Linked DNA regions of Mus musculus: all the other regions are linked to region 1. Evidence: chromatin contacts called from public promoter capture Hi-C data. All regions are on one chromosome and are shown on one strand. Each heading gives the region's core, a stretch centred on a gene start, on an enhancer-like site or on the middle of the called end of the contact. The rest is flanking DNA. Distances are from core to core; before and after follow the strand shown.

What was found. Promoter capture Hi-C pulls out the DNA fragments that hold promoters and counts their contacts.
Region 2: a contact with region 1 is called in a promoter capture Hi-C map of liver, with 2.5 times the contacts expected there. The contact joins the enhancer-like site here to the promoter of Nlrp3 in region 1. A contact is called at or near these places in 3 of 39 promoter capture datasets (liver and pre-B cells), 1 of 484 Hi-C or Micro-C datasets (the G1E-ER4 cell line) and 1 of 9 other capture datasets (liver).
Region 3: a promoter capture Hi-C map of the HPC-7 cell line shows a contact between it and region 1, with 5 times the contacts expected there. The contact joins the enhancer-like site here to the promoter of Nlrp3 in region 1. A contact is called at or near these places in 8 of 39 promoter capture datasets (the 3T3-L1 cell line, the C10 cell line, the HPC-7 cell line and 3 more), 2 of 484 Hi-C or Micro-C datasets (the N1E-115 cell line and embryonic stem cells) and 1 of 115 datasets of contacts at active chromatin or transcription factors (bone marrow-derived dendritic cells).

What each region holds. Positions count from the first base shown.
Region 1 is chr11:59,541,246-59,544,218 of GRCm38.p6, forward strand. Nlrp3 (NLR family, pyrin domain containing 3) reads left to right here and starts at 1,441. Exons shown (of 10, transcript NM_145827.4): 1 at 1,441-1,622; 2 at 1,824-2,144. The coding sequence starts at 1,868.
Region 2 is chr11:60,400,763-60,403,735 of GRCm38.p6, forward strand. Atpaf2 (ATP synthase mitochondrial F1 complex assembly factor 2) reads right to left here. Exons shown (of 8, transcript NM_145427.3): 8 at 1-776. The coding sequence ends at 639. Among named protein-coding and RNA genes, the nearest start is that of Atpaf2, 15 kb to the right of the region's middle. Within about 2 kb of position 1,534, at least 4 of the 459 cell types and tissues checked have an H3K27ac peak or open chromatin away from gene starts, as enhancers often do. A contact at or near this core is called in liver, where this site is marked.
Region 3 is chr11:60,087,724-60,090,696 of GRCm38.p6, forward strand. No RefSeq gene overlaps it. Among named protein-coding and RNA genes, the nearest start is that of Rai1, 16 kb to the right of the region's middle. Within about 2 kb of position 1,423, at least 48 of the 459 cell types and tissues checked have an H3K27ac peak or open chromatin away from gene starts, as enhancers often do. A contact at or near this core is called in the HPC-7 cell line, where this site is marked.

The DNA of each region.
Region 1 (2,973 bases), core at 191-2,690:
TCAGCTCTCCACACACTGGTTCTGCTTGCCACTGCTTATGTCCCCCTCTCTGGGATCCTAGGCCTCACTGAGCTGCTCGCTGCCTGTGCTGAGCCCTGAGGTTTCACTTTTTCCCATTGTTTCTAAAGGCTTCTGCAGGGAACCCCCGGGAATTCTGGTCTGCAGCTTAGGCTTACACTCAGAACTCTATTGCTTGGGTTTGGAAAATCCATCCAGATGAGTAACTGCCAATCCGTCTTTGACAGTGATGCAAGCTTGTTCACGTCTTGAAGCCACATCCTTCCTGTCTCCAGTGTCACAGTGACCCCTATATATTTATCTCATTTCCCCTTTATTTGTACCCAAGGCTGCTATCTGGGTGAGTACAATGTCATGGAGCAGAGTGGATAAAAGGTCCAGGGTATTTTTAATGGCATGATTTATCTTAGTCAATAGACAAGGAATTTCTTTTAGACTCATCTAACATTAAGGTATTTCTGGGATGTTCTGTTTGCTGTTACGTGGTTCATGCATGTTAGGGAGGTGTGTGTGCGCGTGAGCGCTCACAGAAGAAGCAATTATAGCTCCCTAGGACTTAAACAGCATCTACTCAGGGTGGCAGAGGGTGGACTGCCTGTGAGGGGGGGAATGTGCTGGAAGCCCAGGGGGCAGCTAATGTAAAGAGCAAATCTGTTGTGGCAGGTCTTAGCAGCAGGGGGCAGAGGGCTGAGAACTCCTGGGAAAGACTAGGAACTGAGGGGTCAAAAGTCTAGGAGGATCTGTGGAGCTGGGGCAGCAGTCAGCAAGAACACTAGAGATGACAGAAAGATGTGAGGTGCGGCAGGAGACAGGGAGAGGAGATGCAAGAGTGGACACGAGACAGGTACATCGAGCTTGGGGCACCTTCAATGTCATCTTGCTGTCACATGAATATCAATTCGGAGGCCATCACCACCTTTCAGGCACTTTCCTCTACCATCTATGGCTTCAGTCTGAGAAAGCCACTTAGTGTCTCTACCACTCAGCAGAAGGAACCTACACACCTCAGTGGAGAAACTAGATGAGAAGAGTAAAAAGAATCAGGGCAGCATCTAGGCCCAGAGTTCTGACTAAATGTGAATCACGATGCTCGTTATAGATGTGAGATGTTAAAGAGCCGTTAAAGCGATGTACGCATGTAGTCTTCCTCTTTATATGCACACAATTCCACCTGATCGGGTTCTGTCTGTCAGTGGGAAATAGAGGAACACTGAAGGGTTAGCTGTCAGCCCGTCTGGGCTGTGAGTCCTCACCTTGGTGCTCTGGGGTTATTATAGCTTATTTTCTCCTGGCTTCCTCCTTCCTTTGAAAATAAAAGCAAGAAACCAGGGCTTTCCATTAAAAGAAATCGGGAAGCAATCTCTTCTGCTTTCTCAGTGTCTGAAGGAGGAAGCTGAGGTTGAGAAACAGTGAAGGCTGTGCCCAGGTCCTAGCCTCGTCACCATGGGTTCTGGTCAGACACGAGTCCTGGTGACTTTGTATATGCGTGTTCTCTGTATACCACATCTGATTGTGTTAATGGCTTTCTTATTTTTATCTCTACAGAGGAACTTTTCTTCCATGGCTCAGGACATACGTCTGGATCAAGCTAAGAGAACTTTCTGGTAAACATTTGGCTTACTCAGTTCTTACTAAGTCAGAGATGGTGATTCATTAAAAACCTGTACCAATCTATGGGGTACCCTTAGAGGTTTCAATATTAGCATCTAGTTTCCTGTGTTTCTGATAACTTCGTTTTCTGGAAGTGGAGACTTTTAATACCATTCTTCTTTACTCCCATGGGGTTTTCATTCCTGCACTGCCAGTGTGGACCTAAGCCCCGAGACCCTCGAAAGGGCTGCTGCTGAAGATGACGAGTGTCCGTTGCAAGCTGGCTCAGTATCTAGAGGACCTTGAAGATGTGGACCTCAAGAAATTCAAAATGCATTTGGAAGATTACCCGCCCGAGAAAGGCTGTATCCCAGTCCCCAGGGGCCAGATGGAGAAGGCAGATCACTTGGATCTAGCCACACTCATGATTGACTTCAATGGCGAGGAGAAGGCCTGGGCCATGGCTGTGTGGATCTTTGCTGCGATCAACAGGCGAGACCTCTGGGAAAAAGCTAAGAAGGACCAGCCAGAGTGGAGTGAGTAAACAGAAGGGTTTTTGGTTTTGTTTGTTTGTTTGTTTGTTTCTTACAGTAAGGTACACGTGACATAAAAGGTGGAATTTTAGTAATTTTACATATATGGCTTAGCAACAAGAAAACATATGGTTGTGCAACCAACTTCTCATCTTGCACAACTGAAGCTCCCAACACACTAGATGATAAGTCCCCATTACCTAACCCCATCTCCTAGCAACCACCGCTGTTTTCTGTCCCTGTGAACTTTACCTCTATGGATTCCTCGTGCAGGTAGATTCATGGAGGGCTTGTTTCTTTTGGCTGGCTTACTTCACTTAGCATAATGTGTTCAGGTACATCAGAATTTCCTTCTTAAAAAAGGTTAATGTTGAATATTCATGTGTGTCTATTACATTGTGCTTGTCTCATCTGTGCATATCCATTTGCTATGGATAACTATGTCTATTCAACATCTTCAGTTCTCTGGTTTTGAGTTCGAGTCTCAAGTATCCCAGGCTGGCTCCAAACACAGAATCCTCTTTTCTCTGACCATGGGTTTTCCTTCTCTCCTGCAGGGGTACGGGAGGGTGAGGGTCAGAGGGAGGGGAGCAGTGTGGTTTTCTTAATTCTGTAAAAACTCCGGTCTCAGTCTTCACTCACTCGCAGGTGACTGTTGTGGCTGGTTCCAACCTCGTGAGTTGGCTCAGTGCTGAGGTCCTCCTCTGGTTCCCCAACCAGCTCATAGCAGATGCTCGTCTGCTCTAAACCAGGGAAGCAGCAGAAGGGATTTGGAATAAACCAGGGAAGTCCCAGGCAGAAGATGCTGAGTGGGAGCTGCGGAAGGAAGTAG
Region 2 (2,973 bases), core at 284-2,783, 860 kb after region 1:
GACCTTGAGAAGAGCAGTCAGTGCTCGTAACCGCTGAGCCATCTCTCCAGCCCTCCAAAGATTCACTTTTAAAAGATCATTTGATGAAAAGCCAGGGAGTATGGGGTGTGGGGTGTGGAAGGCCTTCAGGAAAAGGCTTGCATGTGGCGATGTGCTTTTCCTGCCCTCCCCATGAGGTTCCTAGCCATTAGTAGCAGATGTAATAATGGTGACAGAGCTCAGATAAAACAAAAAGAATGGAGAAATGCCAAGGCTCAAATAAAAATGAGGCTTGATATATTTCCAGAATGAAAAAATATTTAATAAAATCAGGGTCAAGAGAAAGTCCCTATACCACTTGTCTTCCTCCCTCACTTCTGGTCAGACCAAGGGCGCCTGCATCGGAAGCTATCTGACCTCAAGTCAGGCACACTGTGTCTTCAGGGCTTCTCAGGATGCTTCTTTATAAGGTCAAACCACACAGGTCAGGGAAGACCCAGGTACAGGCTGGGGAGCCCCACAGGTATAGGGCTGAGGGAGCCCAGTAGGTACCGGCCAACAGAGTATCACAGGATCCAGAGGTCCAACAGCCAAGGAGGCCCACATCAGGGAGCCTGTGTCTGTGCAATTCCTTCCAGACAGCGTGTGCACCCCGGGCCTCACTCTTGAAGGAGCTTGTGCTTGACTGTAGAGCTTTCTGAGCAGAGGTGGACAAAAAGGGTGCCAGCAGCAGTGCGAGCCCGCAGCTCCTGGAGCTCATAGTCGTGGGCCCACTCAATGTTGCCCCACTTCTGGATCTAAGGAGAGGTAAAAACAAGCTTCTAGGTGAGTAGTCTTGCCTGGTAACCCGAGTTACATTCCATTCTCATCACTGGGCTACAGGTGGTGAGCCACGATCCTACCAAACATCTAAGACCTAGGTGGGTAATCTGGCAATAACGCCAGGAAGCGGGGGCTGGCTTTTTTGCTCTTTGGGGCTGGAACATATCCCAGCTTAGGGGCTGCCCATTGTGATCCTTGATCTCACATTAAGACCAGGCTGCCAGCATGAAGCAGCCTGGAAACTATCATCTTCTATGAGTTGTATATCTCATTGTCCTTCAAGGCTATAGGCACTACTATGGGGATGCAGTAAATAAATGAAGCCAGACCACAGGCAACTTTGTTCTGACCCCTAAGGAGCAGCAGAACAGCAGTGATTCTCTGCAGCACACAGGAAGCCAGCTGTAGATCCTCTCAGAATTGTAACAAGAGGGAAAAGCTCCGAACCCACCGTGGTTGCAGACATGAGTATTCCAAACCCACTCTGCTAGCCTCTCCCTGAAGGAGGCCAGCAGTCCTGGCCAGATCACCAGGGAATAAAAAAATATTTCAGGCCATACAAGCTACCTGAATTTCTGGTTGCTTGGTCTCGGTTTGCATAACTGAAATACATTATCTGAGATAAATGACCTTCATTTCAGGTCATTCCTCATTTTGTGCAGGATCAAACCCAAAGTTCAGAGGGTCACCTGGCTTGAATTCCGTAGCCAAAAGCAGAGTCCAAACCAGAGGCCAGATTTCCTGGTTTTGTACCAACCTTATAGTCCTAACAGCTGACATCAGCCCTTCTCATGAAGTGGCCTGACATCAGTAAATGGCTCTCCTCTGCTGTATAGAAATAGGTTGCCCCTGGCATTTTTCCAAGCAAAACATTAAATATTCCGAAAAGATTTTTAATCCCAAAGAAACCAACTCCTAATAACATTCACCTTCTGACCCTCAGGACCATAAGAAACACTAAGTTCTTAGTGTTAATGATGCAAACAATGGGCTGGGGAGATGGCTTAGCACTTGCTGCACAAGGATGAAGATCCAAGTTCAGACCCAATAACCACATAAAAGCCAAGTGGGTATAGCAGCCTACCTATAGCCCTAGCTCTCCAGAGGCAGAGACAGGGACTCTCCAGAACAACTTAACTAGCCAAATTGGTGAACTCTGGGTTCAAGCAAGAGGCTCTGCCTCAATACTAGGGTAGAGAATAATTGAGGAAGATACATCTTGTGAGTCTCTACCAGAATGTACACACATGTATCTTGGTTTTTTTTCAAGACAGGGGTTTTCTGCATACATGTATCTTTACCTGCATATGCACCACATAAATGTGAACACATACAGAGAGAGTGAGAGAAGAGAGAATAAAAATAATGAAAAAATGAAAGTACAAACAAAAGCCAGGCACCGTGGCACACATTTGTGATCTCCGGAGGCAAAGGCAAGAGCATATTCAGACGTTCCAGGCCAGGCTAGTGTACAGATTGAGTTTCAGACAAGTCAGGACTATATAGCAAGGCTTGTCTCAGAAAAGCCAAAATAAAATAAAAATGTAAATAAGCCAGCCACTGTGACATATACCCATAATCCCAGCATCCGAGAGGCTGAGGCAGGAAGATCAGAAGTTCATGATTAGGCTCAGATACACAATGAGCTCAAGGTTGGTCTAGACTACATGGGACTCTCTCTCAACAAAGCAAAACAAAGACAAGCCAAAAATAAAACCGTGACCAGCAGCATGGAAAACCTTAGTTTTCCTGCCCACTAAATCAAACATGTGTGCAAGTAGCAGCTACTCCTTGACTCCTCTGCCATCCAGGAGAAATATCAGGAGCACAAAGCAGGGCAGATGAGGCCCAAATACCTTCATCTGGCCGTGAGCCTCCAAGTGCACAGTGGTGGCCTTAGCCCTAGTAACACAGACACAAACCTCAGTATAACTAGTATAATCTAACACTACAGTTTATTCTTTTATAAAATGTGGGTAAATACAAGTCCTACCCAATCAAGCTGTTGAAGAGGAGTTGGGGGGCGAGGAGAGTACTGAACAACTCTGAACCCTTTCACATGCATGGGTATGTGTGTGTGTGGTGCTGATGATGGAACCCAGGGCCCAGAGCATACTAGGCTAGCATACTCTAGCATATAGTGAGCCATACCCTTAGCCTGAGCAATCTTTA
Region 3 (2,973 bases), core at 173-2,672, 550 kb after region 1:
TGCTAGAGCGTGAAGCAAATCACCGTCATCATCTACAGACAGTCCGAAGCAGCCCTGCACCCCCACACACGGGATTAAGACGAAAATACTTTCTTAGAATATTTTTGTGCTTTGAAAAGAAACCAAAATTCCAGAATCGTCACCGCAGGCCATCCCAATGTGTTCAGCTGTCAAGGCCTTTTACAGTTCTTAAACTCCTTTCCACGCCCCTGTGGACAGCTCTGGGCCCTGGTCCCTCCCACTGTCTGCTTCCTGTCCTTGTCTCTCTATGCTCCAGAGACTGCCTTCTCTCCTCAGCTCCAACACCACCCAAACATCCCCTCCAGCTAGTTGTGCCCTTTCCTTCATGGTCCCCGCCCCATCCATCCCCCCCACTCTGTTCCCTCCCCCTTCACCAACTACTCTGAATATGACCACAACCCACACAGGGCTGGCTGTTCATCTCTGTGTCGCAGATCCCAACTTAGTTAGAGGCAGAAGATGGTGGTTGGGAATGAGGAAACCAGAGCCATTCGGCCATGCAACACACCATCCTTCCATATCCAGATTACTTCCCCCATTTGCACCCCAAAGGCAGCCATATCCTTTTCCTCACCCTATCCTTCCCCACAGGCCCAGCGCTGCCATTCAGTTTTTGGGTCAGCTATACGTAGGTCCTTGCACCCATGTGCCTTCCTTCTGCGCCACAAACTGCTGCAGCCACGCCCACCACGCACATCATTTCATTGTCCAGCCTTAGACCACCACAGGGCCTTTGCTCTGGCTGTGCTTAGCGTGTGCACCTCAGCGCATGCGCACCTCAGCCCTTCGACCATCACTGTGCTCTTTCATGGGACATCTGCCCCGTGTCTCTTGGACTCTGTTTACACAGTTGTGCGTTGCTGTCTCCTTCCAGCCTGAGGATCTTCAAAGGAGGGGTGAACCGAAACATAGTCGAACCTCAGGAACCAAAGTTACCCAGTGTCAAAGGAGTAACTGTGGACTAATATGAGGTGTGCTTGCCCTCACAGCCTGCTGTTGTTTACACGGCCGGAAGCTGAGGCTCAGAAAGGTCCAGTGACTGCCTCCCTTTCCAGGACCACACGGTCAGAGCAGCAGACAGCAGAAACCATACTCTCTGCCCCAGCTCCTCCTACCCACCCCGTCTTGGGGCCAGCATCCCAAGACCACATCACACAAGAGCCCCATGGACATGCAGACCACACAAGCGCTTCAGACACCACACCCATGGCGAGAGGCCCACAGCACAGGTTCCAGCCTTGCCTGGGCAGAATTCTTTTTTTTTTTTTTTTTTAATTGAAAAGAAATCCTGTTCGTGCTCAGGCACATGGCTGGTGCCCTCAGGAATCCCTCTCGCACACCCATATCCACTCACAAACCTGCAGGCTGACACCCCAAGTGGCAAGCTCTGGTACTAACGGGGACAGGACACCATAGGCCTGGGTTGCTATGACAACAGACAGCTCCACATCTTGGCTATGAACACTGCTGGCCACATGGAAACAAGGGAGCCAGGTAGTGTGTCATTGCAGCTGATGGTAAGGAAGAATAGTCCCTAGGGCAGTCCCCAAGGCCACAGGGCATCTCTCTCTGCTCTCACTTGGCAGTCCCTATTTTTGTGTATGTGCTGGGTGTGCAGACTGTTACACATCTTGCAGTGTCATCCTGATGGCGTCCTTGCCAGATGAGTACTGTGGAGAACCACGTTTCCAGATGGTGAGACTGATGATGAAGCCTTGCTTGGGGTGACACAGTGGGTTGCCAGTGGTCTGTTGGGCCATGGAGAGTCCTCTTCCCATTATCTGCCCCGCATAGGAACCTGGATGTCTCATCCAGGGTCACGCTGCCTTCCTTCCACGCCATCACTCTGTGTACCCCATTCAACCAAGAGTAGCCAGGGTAGGGTAGCTCTGCCCTGTAAGCTCCCCATCCTGAGCGTCCGAGCGAGGGAAGGCTGTCGGAGCTGCTGTGGGAAAGACCAAAGATGAGGAGACTGCTGGCTCGGCTGACTTTGCAAAAAAATTTAATTTAATTTAAAAATATTCTTTGAGTTGCAACTAGTGTGCACGTGTGAATGTGTGTGTCTGTCTCTGTCTGTGTCTCTGTCTGTGTGTATCTATGTGTACCCATACACACACAAGCGAAGGAAGTTACTAGCTTCAGGCACAGTTGGATCCAGGCCTCTGGCCCCATGCATCTTTTTTTCTGGCTGTTGTCTGTGTTTGGACCAGCTTGCCTGCCCTGTGTAGTCCTCACATCCCCAGGCTCACAAGTCATTGGCTCAGGGCCACACAAAGCAAGATTGAATAATTGGGAAGTCCAAATGTAAGGAGTTCCAGCTAGGACCTCTGGGAAGTCTTGAGAATCAGTGGCCACTTAGAAACAGTGTGGTGTGGCTCCTCTGTGCTGAACACCGTCACCTTTGAGACATGGGGACTATGCTGTCCCTTACTGTGTAAATCCTGAGCATGTCACAAGTACTGACTCAGGAAAGCCTGTAGCAGCTCCATCCCAAGAGCTGGGAAACAGAGCTCTTGGGAAGGGCTACCTCTGACACGTCAGGACATTTCCCAAAATTAGTTGGTACAGAAGTTGACACAGGTGGCAACTTGCAGGAAGTCACAAGGTGAGCACTTGCCCGGACACATTGGAATCCAGGAACTGCTGTGGCTCTAAGGATTCCCTCTGCAGGGAAGGGCCTTTGGGAGCTTGCCTTCTAGGTCTGACCCTTATGTGGCCTATCTATAAAGCTAGAGACATGCCTGTTCTCATCTGTCTATTGTAGCAGGACACCCCTGAGCAACGGGATCCCTGGGTCGGGGGACCCTGCAGCCCCTCAGAACTTGGAGTGATGGAGTGATGTCACTAACAGTAGCTATACTTATCTGATGGGCCCCAAGATGTGGCTAGAGTGGACAAACGTCTACATTTTATTATTTTTAATTAATCAAAATGTAAATAGCCCCCACACGT